2 separate regions of the Sus scrofa genome follow, and region 1 is linked to region 2. The links are chromatin contacts, called in public promoter capture Hi-C maps. All regions are on one chromosome and are shown on one strand. Each heading gives the region's core, a stretch centred on a gene start, on an enhancer-like site or on the middle of the called end of the contact. The rest is flanking DNA. Distances are from core to core; before and after follow the strand shown.

Region 1 (3,142 bases), core at 449-2,948, 530 kb before region 2:
GGGATTAAAAATAACTGGGGCAAATTGTGAACAAGATACAAAAAGACCAAAAACTCAACTGCCACTTCTGAGGTGTTGGGAGCAAAAGCAGAGTACTGTGCATGATCCCTGCACACAGCGCCACCAAGGGGCTGGGCCGACCACCTAGGCAGCCCCTTCAGCGGGGACACATGGATCAGCTCCTACCCTCACCCCAAATAAAGGACCAGCTCCCTGTCCCCCTCAGGGAACAAGCAAGGGCACCTATTTCTCGTTTTCACTCCTTCCTGCTGCAGTACAAATCCTAATAAAAGTCATGCCTGAATTTCTCATCTGTCCTCTTATCAATTTCTACTGATTACACAGTCTAAGAACCCTGGTCATTAATACTACCCGCAATATTTGTTTTGTTGTTGGTTGTTTTGGTTTTTTTTAGGGCCGCACCCAAGGCATTGGAGGTTCCCAGGCTAGGGGTCCAATCGGAGTTACAGCTGCTGGCCTATATACCACAGCTCACGGCAACACCAGATCCTTAACCCACTGAGTGAGGCCAGGGATCGAACCCGTGTCCTCATGGATACTAGTTGGGTTCGTTAACCTCTGAGCCACGACGGGAACTCCGAACTTAAAGATTTTTGTCATGGTATTTTCCAGTTCCAAAAAACAAAAACAATAACCCACTGAGATTCTGACAGAATAACATCACATTTATACTGAGATACCCTTGTACTATTATGTTTATATTTTGTCTTCCAACCAGAAATCCCTTCGTTATTAATGGAAATTTAACTTTTTTTTTTTCTTCTGTCTTTTTGCATTTTCTTGAGCCACTCCTACGGCATATGGAGGTTCCCAGGCTAAGGGTCTAATCGGAGCTGTAGCCACCAGCCTATGCCAGAGCCACAGCAACGCAGGATCCGAGCTGTATCTGCGCCCCACACCACAGCTCACGGCAATGCCGGATCCTTAACCCACTGAGCAAGGCTGGGGAACGAACCTGCAACCTCATGGTTCCTAGTGAGATTCGTTAACCATTGCGCCACGGCGGGAACTCCCTGGAAATTTAACTTTCTGTATTTCAAATTATTTCATTTCTTTCTTCCGGCTATCATTCAAATCTTATATCTAGGTATCTTTTCATTTGGAGGATTACTTTTTCATTTCCACCTCTAATTAAGTTTTAGTGAAGAAAAAATATTTTCGTATATTCCTCCTGTTTCCAGAATCTTACCGAATTATATTAATATCTTCAACTCTTATTAATTCTGGCTCAGTCTCCCTGCTAGGCACGGAAGAAGGAACAGGACGGGACAGGCCCTGCTCTCCTGCAGTTTATAACGTTGGGGGAAAAGAAAAAAGAACAGATGAGAAAAATATCTTAAAATACTGCCATATGACGGTCCCTAGGGCCTACGCGAAACAGCGTCGTCAGGGAAGACCTGCTTCGGAGGAGGTGACACGGAAGCTAAGCGCTAAAGGGAAAGCCCTTTCCGTTGAAGAGTACAATACACAGTTGAGGCGACTTTGCACCGTACCCCCATTAGGCCATTCCTACCCAGTCAATCTTTCCGCAACACTTCACACCCTTTTCCAACTCGCCCCTCCCCGTCCCCGGGCCTTTTGCGGCTGCGCAAGGCCTTGCCCAATAGAAAACCTCTCACGTCTGAAAGAGGCAAAGATTCGTCCCAATTGCCTGAGGCTTCCTGGAAGGGGCGGGACTTACGCTAGTTACTAACCTGTACTGACGCGGCAGTCCAAAGGCTGGCGGAAGTGCTCCGAGTTGTTGCCGGAAGTGGGAAAGGAAAGGCTGTAATGGCGGCTGCTACTCTGGTCGAGAAGGTAAGTGACGCCGGCCTTACCCAGGGGTTTTAGTTAGGGCGCCGGTGGTTGGCAAGGGCGAGAGGTGGAGGAGATGCTTGTGTTTCAGACTAGGAAAGTACAGCTACTGTGGGGTCTGGGTCGGCTCTGAGCTTCCGGCCTGGTGGGACTTGTGGGGAATCGCTTGGGCCTTCCGGGAAGAAGTCGAACTGGCCCCACTCTAGCCTGTCCTCCTCGCTGTAGGTGCCGGGGAACGGCGCAGAAGAGCAGCAGCCCCCACTGGGGCCCGAGGAGCTAGCCGCCCAGAAGCGCGAACAGAGACTGCGCAAATTCCGGGAACTGCATCTGAAGCGGGTGAGTAGCCAGAGAGGCCCGCTGAGACCTTTTACCCGGCCGGGGCCGTGCGCGTTTCTGGAGGGACGAGGAGGCCGCGCCCGCGCGTGTGACAGGCCCGCAGGGCAGGATAAAAGTTCCGTTCCGGTAGTTCTCAACCCTCGCAGTACATTGGAGTCACTTTTGGAAAGGGACATGCTCTCTCCAGCCCTCCTCCCACCCACATCTGTTTTAACTTAGTTGGGCTGGTTTGGGCATTTATCTTACTAACAACCTCCCTGCTGTGTGATTTGTATAAACTCTTCATTGTATCTAGGGAAATATATATGGAAGAAACTCGTCCATGTTAGCAAGAGTTGGTTGTCGCTTCATTGAAAAGTACTCAGCAAATCTCGGAAAGTCTGTAGGGTCAGTAGTTCAGCTAGTTGGTGGGGAACCAGATGAGTAAGATAAGGCCTCTGTTCTTAAGTCGAGGAGAGAATTTTCTGGCTAGAAATTACACTGTTGTTAAAAAATTATATTGTAAATATTGTTAAAAAATATATGTTGTAAAATTGAGATAGGAACAAAGAACCTTGGGAGTGCAGAGGAGGAGATATTGTTGCAGTTTGGGGGACCTCAGGGAGTGTCTCCTATAAGAGATGACACCTAAACTACTGCTTGAAAGATGAGTAAGATATTAACATAAAAATGAAATGTCCAAAATATTTACACAAAGGCGGAGTTCCCATTGTGGCTCAGTGGTTAACAAATCCGTCTAGGAACCAAGAGGTTGTGAGTTTGATCCCTGGCCTTGCTCAGTGGGTTAAGGATCTGGCGTTGCCCTGAGCTGTGGTGTGGGGCGCAGATACAGCTTGGATCCCGCGTTTCTGTGGCTGTGGCGTAGGCCAGCAGCTACTTCTCCGATTCTACCCCCTAGCCTGGAAACCTCCATATGCTGCAGGAGCGGCCCTAGAAATGGCAGAAAGACAAAAACAAAACCAAAATATGTACACAAAGGGAAGAAATGCAA
Region 2 (3,259 bases), core at 201-2,700:
AGGCATTTCAATGCTAGCTTTGGAGTGTCAAGACATATCTTAAAGTCCCGGTCTTACCCTCTTTTATCTTTTCCTTTAAACACACAGAAACTGCATGTAACATGCTCCAGGGAATGGAAAGAGCCAATATGCACTACAGATTCTGACTTAAATCAACTGGTCTCTATATGGTCCGTTCTGCCTTAAAAAGAATTTGCAAACTCTAGTCCAATCAGTGTCACTTCCCACCCATCGAGATCTCGAATGGGTCCTACGGGAGTGTAAAAGGGGACCAAAAGAGTCCAGCACGCGCCCGGTAAAAGTATGGGCCCTGAGGGCCAACTACGACGAGAAAACGTCCCCATCTCCAGGTGATGGGCGAGAATCAAGAGGAACCTTTTCACCAAAAAGATTTTCAAGAGAACGTTCACAGGGGGTGGGGGGCGGTGAGCGGGAACGAAGAGTAGATCCACTCCATACCCCTGCCTCCACAAACGCGCATACTTTTTGTTGCACCCTCTGCCTGGAGTCTCAGACTCAAACGTTCTAACTACAAATTATCTGCATTCCCCTCCCTGAAGGGCTATCAAATTGGGCGGGAGCTCCCGCGAACTCTGACCCGGAGCCTTCGGGAAGGCTTAGACCAAGAGGGAGGGCGCGCGAGGCGCGGGGGGAGGGGGTTTGGTGCCCGCTTTCTCAAGAAAAGCGGCTCAAGGCTGCTTCCGGTCCTCTCACCCGCTCTCCTGAGGCGGTACCCCCAAACCTGTCCTCCCCAGGGCCCTCCTGCCGCCAGTCACCTCAGGGTTTCCCTCCGGCCTCCCCCCAGGGACTTCCTCCTCGCGGGTCCGCTAGGCCCCAGGACCCGGTGGGGCGCGCGGCTCTCCCTGCAGGCCCTGCCAGGGAGGCGGGCGGGAAGGTACCGCTCAGGCCCATTCCCGCCGCCATTTTCCGGCGACCGTCGCTGCCGCGTAGGGGGGACGATCCCGGAGGAGGAGACTGCGCAGGGGCGCACCGGTCCCCGCCGCAGGGTAGTGGGGAAGCGTCCACTGGCAACGAGGATCCTCAGGATCTTCGAAGTCTCCGCTCGCTGGCCACCCCATCTCGAGTTTAGGCCTCCTGCTGGGCCTTTTCGATAAGCCCCTCACCTCACCCCAGATCCCCGCGCTCCTACTTACGCGGAAGAATCCCGCGTCCATCTTGCTGCCTCGCTCGGAGATCGCTCCCTATCCCAAGGTGCACCGCGCCACCGCGACGGAGGGCGGGACCGGCAGGGAAAGCCGAGCGCCGGGACGCAGCTCGCGCTGCTCCACCCGCCCTTCCAGCGGACACGAGGCCGCGCTTGCTCAGTGTGGAGAGCGCTCGCCAAGTGTGCGCACGCGCGTTCCGGGAGGCGGGCTGCTACCGGACTCCGAGCTTCTCCAGTGGCCAGTCCTTGAGGAGAGCCTCGCGACCACAGCCAATGGGAGCGAGCAAGAGAGTGTCGTCCGGTCGCCCCGCCCTGCAAAACCTTTTGTGGCGCTTAACCAGCCTTGTTCGCTCAGCGTGAATTGACCCTTCCTTCGACCCGTAGTGGGGGCGGCTTTCTGCCCCCCCCCGGGGGGGGGCTCCATGGAGAGCTTGTGGAGAAAGGCTGTTACCTCAGGGTGACGCTTGTGAGGCCGCTCTTGCGCAGAGGAGAAGCCTGCGGCCTCCGCTTTCGTTAGAAAAGTTGTGATTGTGTTGCTTTTACGAGTTTCCAGTTATCGAGGTCGGCCCTGAAGTAGTCGAGCTCTGTACTATGAATGAAATCTGCGTTTTGGTCCCGCACCCTCGACTTCCGCTACAACTCCTTAGCTTTGGGGAGAAGCTGGAAATGTCCGTTAGATGAGTTTCGGAACCGGCAGGAAGCTGATGAGAGCCGGGGCCCCCGGGCAGAGTCTGACGGAAAGGAAGCCGGCCTTCAGGCTTCGGGACTTTCGGAGCTCACGTGTGCCTCACCGGCCCAGCTCTGGCTGCGAGGGCCTGCAACCGGATGCCTTCTGCCTCCTTTCCTTTATGCACTCTCTTTTTCTCTGAAAGGGAACATGTGACCCTTCTCTAGCCATCTTTTGTAACGTAACCACACACACACACCCCCCCCAACACACACTTGCCTCCCTTTCCTGATTTTTGTTCACAATGTATTCACTCTCTTGGCTTCAAATACCAATTCTGCCAACAACTTCATAGGTTTCCAGCTCAAGGCCTCTCCTCTGAGCTTCGAACATGTATTGGCAACGTCCTGTTCAATGTTTCCGCTTGGACAGACGTCACGAACGTAACATAAGTAGGAACTGGGCTCCTCGTTTCTCCTGTTCTGCCTGGAACTCCCTCCCTCCACCCTCCACCAGGCCAAAAACCCGACCTGTCCCTCCCAAAGTCTTCCCTACCTCAGTTGATGGCAGTATCTTTCCTTTTGTTTAAGATACAAGCCTTGGTTGTTAATCTCGATTCCTCTTGGAGTTCCCATTGTGGCTCATTGGTAACAAATCCCTACTAGTATCCATGATGACACGGATTCGATCCCTGTCCTTGCACAGGAGGGTAAGGATCTCCTGTTGCTGTGGTTGTGGCATAGGCCTGCGGCTGTAGCTCCCATTCGAACCCTAGCCTGAGAACTTCCGTATGCCAAAGGTGTGGCCCTAAAAAAGAAAAAAAAAAAGCTGGACTCCTCTTCCTCCCACATCTCACTGCCAAACCATCAAGAAACCCACTCTGCTATCGTCTAGGTTCAAAGCACCATCATCTTTGGCCTGAACTTCTGCCCTAGCCTCCTATCTGGTTTCCCTGCTTCTACCCTTGCGGATCAGCATCTGTTCTAAATGCACCAGAGTGAGCCCGTTGGAAAACCTTAGGCAAGTCACTCAAGCTCAAAACCTCCCAATACCTCCTCCTTTTCTCCAGCAAAGGTGGAATCCCAGGAAATGGAAATGCCCCCACATCTTTTTTTTTTTTTTTTTTTGCCTTTTTTTCTAGGGCCACTCCCTTGGCATATGGAGGTTCCCAGGCTAGGGGTCTAATCGGAGCTGTAGCCACCCGCCTACGCCACAGTCACAGCAATTCGGGATCCAAGCCACGTCTGCGACCTACACCACAGCTTACACAATGCCGGATCCTTAACCCACTGAGCAAGGCCAGGGATCGAACCCACAGCCTCATGATTCCTAGTTGGATTCGTTAACCACTGAGCCACGATGGGAACTAACACACACACACACACACACACCCCGTCTTCTTGAATCTCATTTCCTAGTACCCTAAC

What was found. Promoter capture Hi-C pulls out the DNA fragments that hold promoters and counts their contacts.
Region 1: a promoter capture Hi-C map of liver shows a contact between it and region 2, with 5 times the contacts expected there. The contact joins the promoter of SYF2 here to the promoter of SRRM1 in region 2. A contact is called at or near these places in 2 of 5 promoter capture datasets (fetal liver and liver) and 1 of 2 datasets of contacts at active chromatin or transcription factors (alveolar macrophages).

Annotation. Positions count from the first base shown.
Region 1 is chr6:82,842,040-82,845,181 of Sscrofa11.1, reverse strand. SYF2 (pre-mRNA-splicing factor SYF2) reads left to right here and starts at 1,698. Exons shown (of 7, transcript XM_021095593.1): 1 at 1,698-1,818; 2 at 2,041-2,151. The coding sequence starts at 1,792.
Region 2 is chr6:82,307,383-82,310,641 of Sscrofa11.1, reverse strand. SRRM1 (serine/arginine repetitive matrix protein 1) reads right to left here and starts at 1,450. Exons shown (of 16, transcript XM_021095577.1): 1 at 1,155-1,450. The coding sequence starts at 1,175. It also overlaps the pseudogene LOC100522323.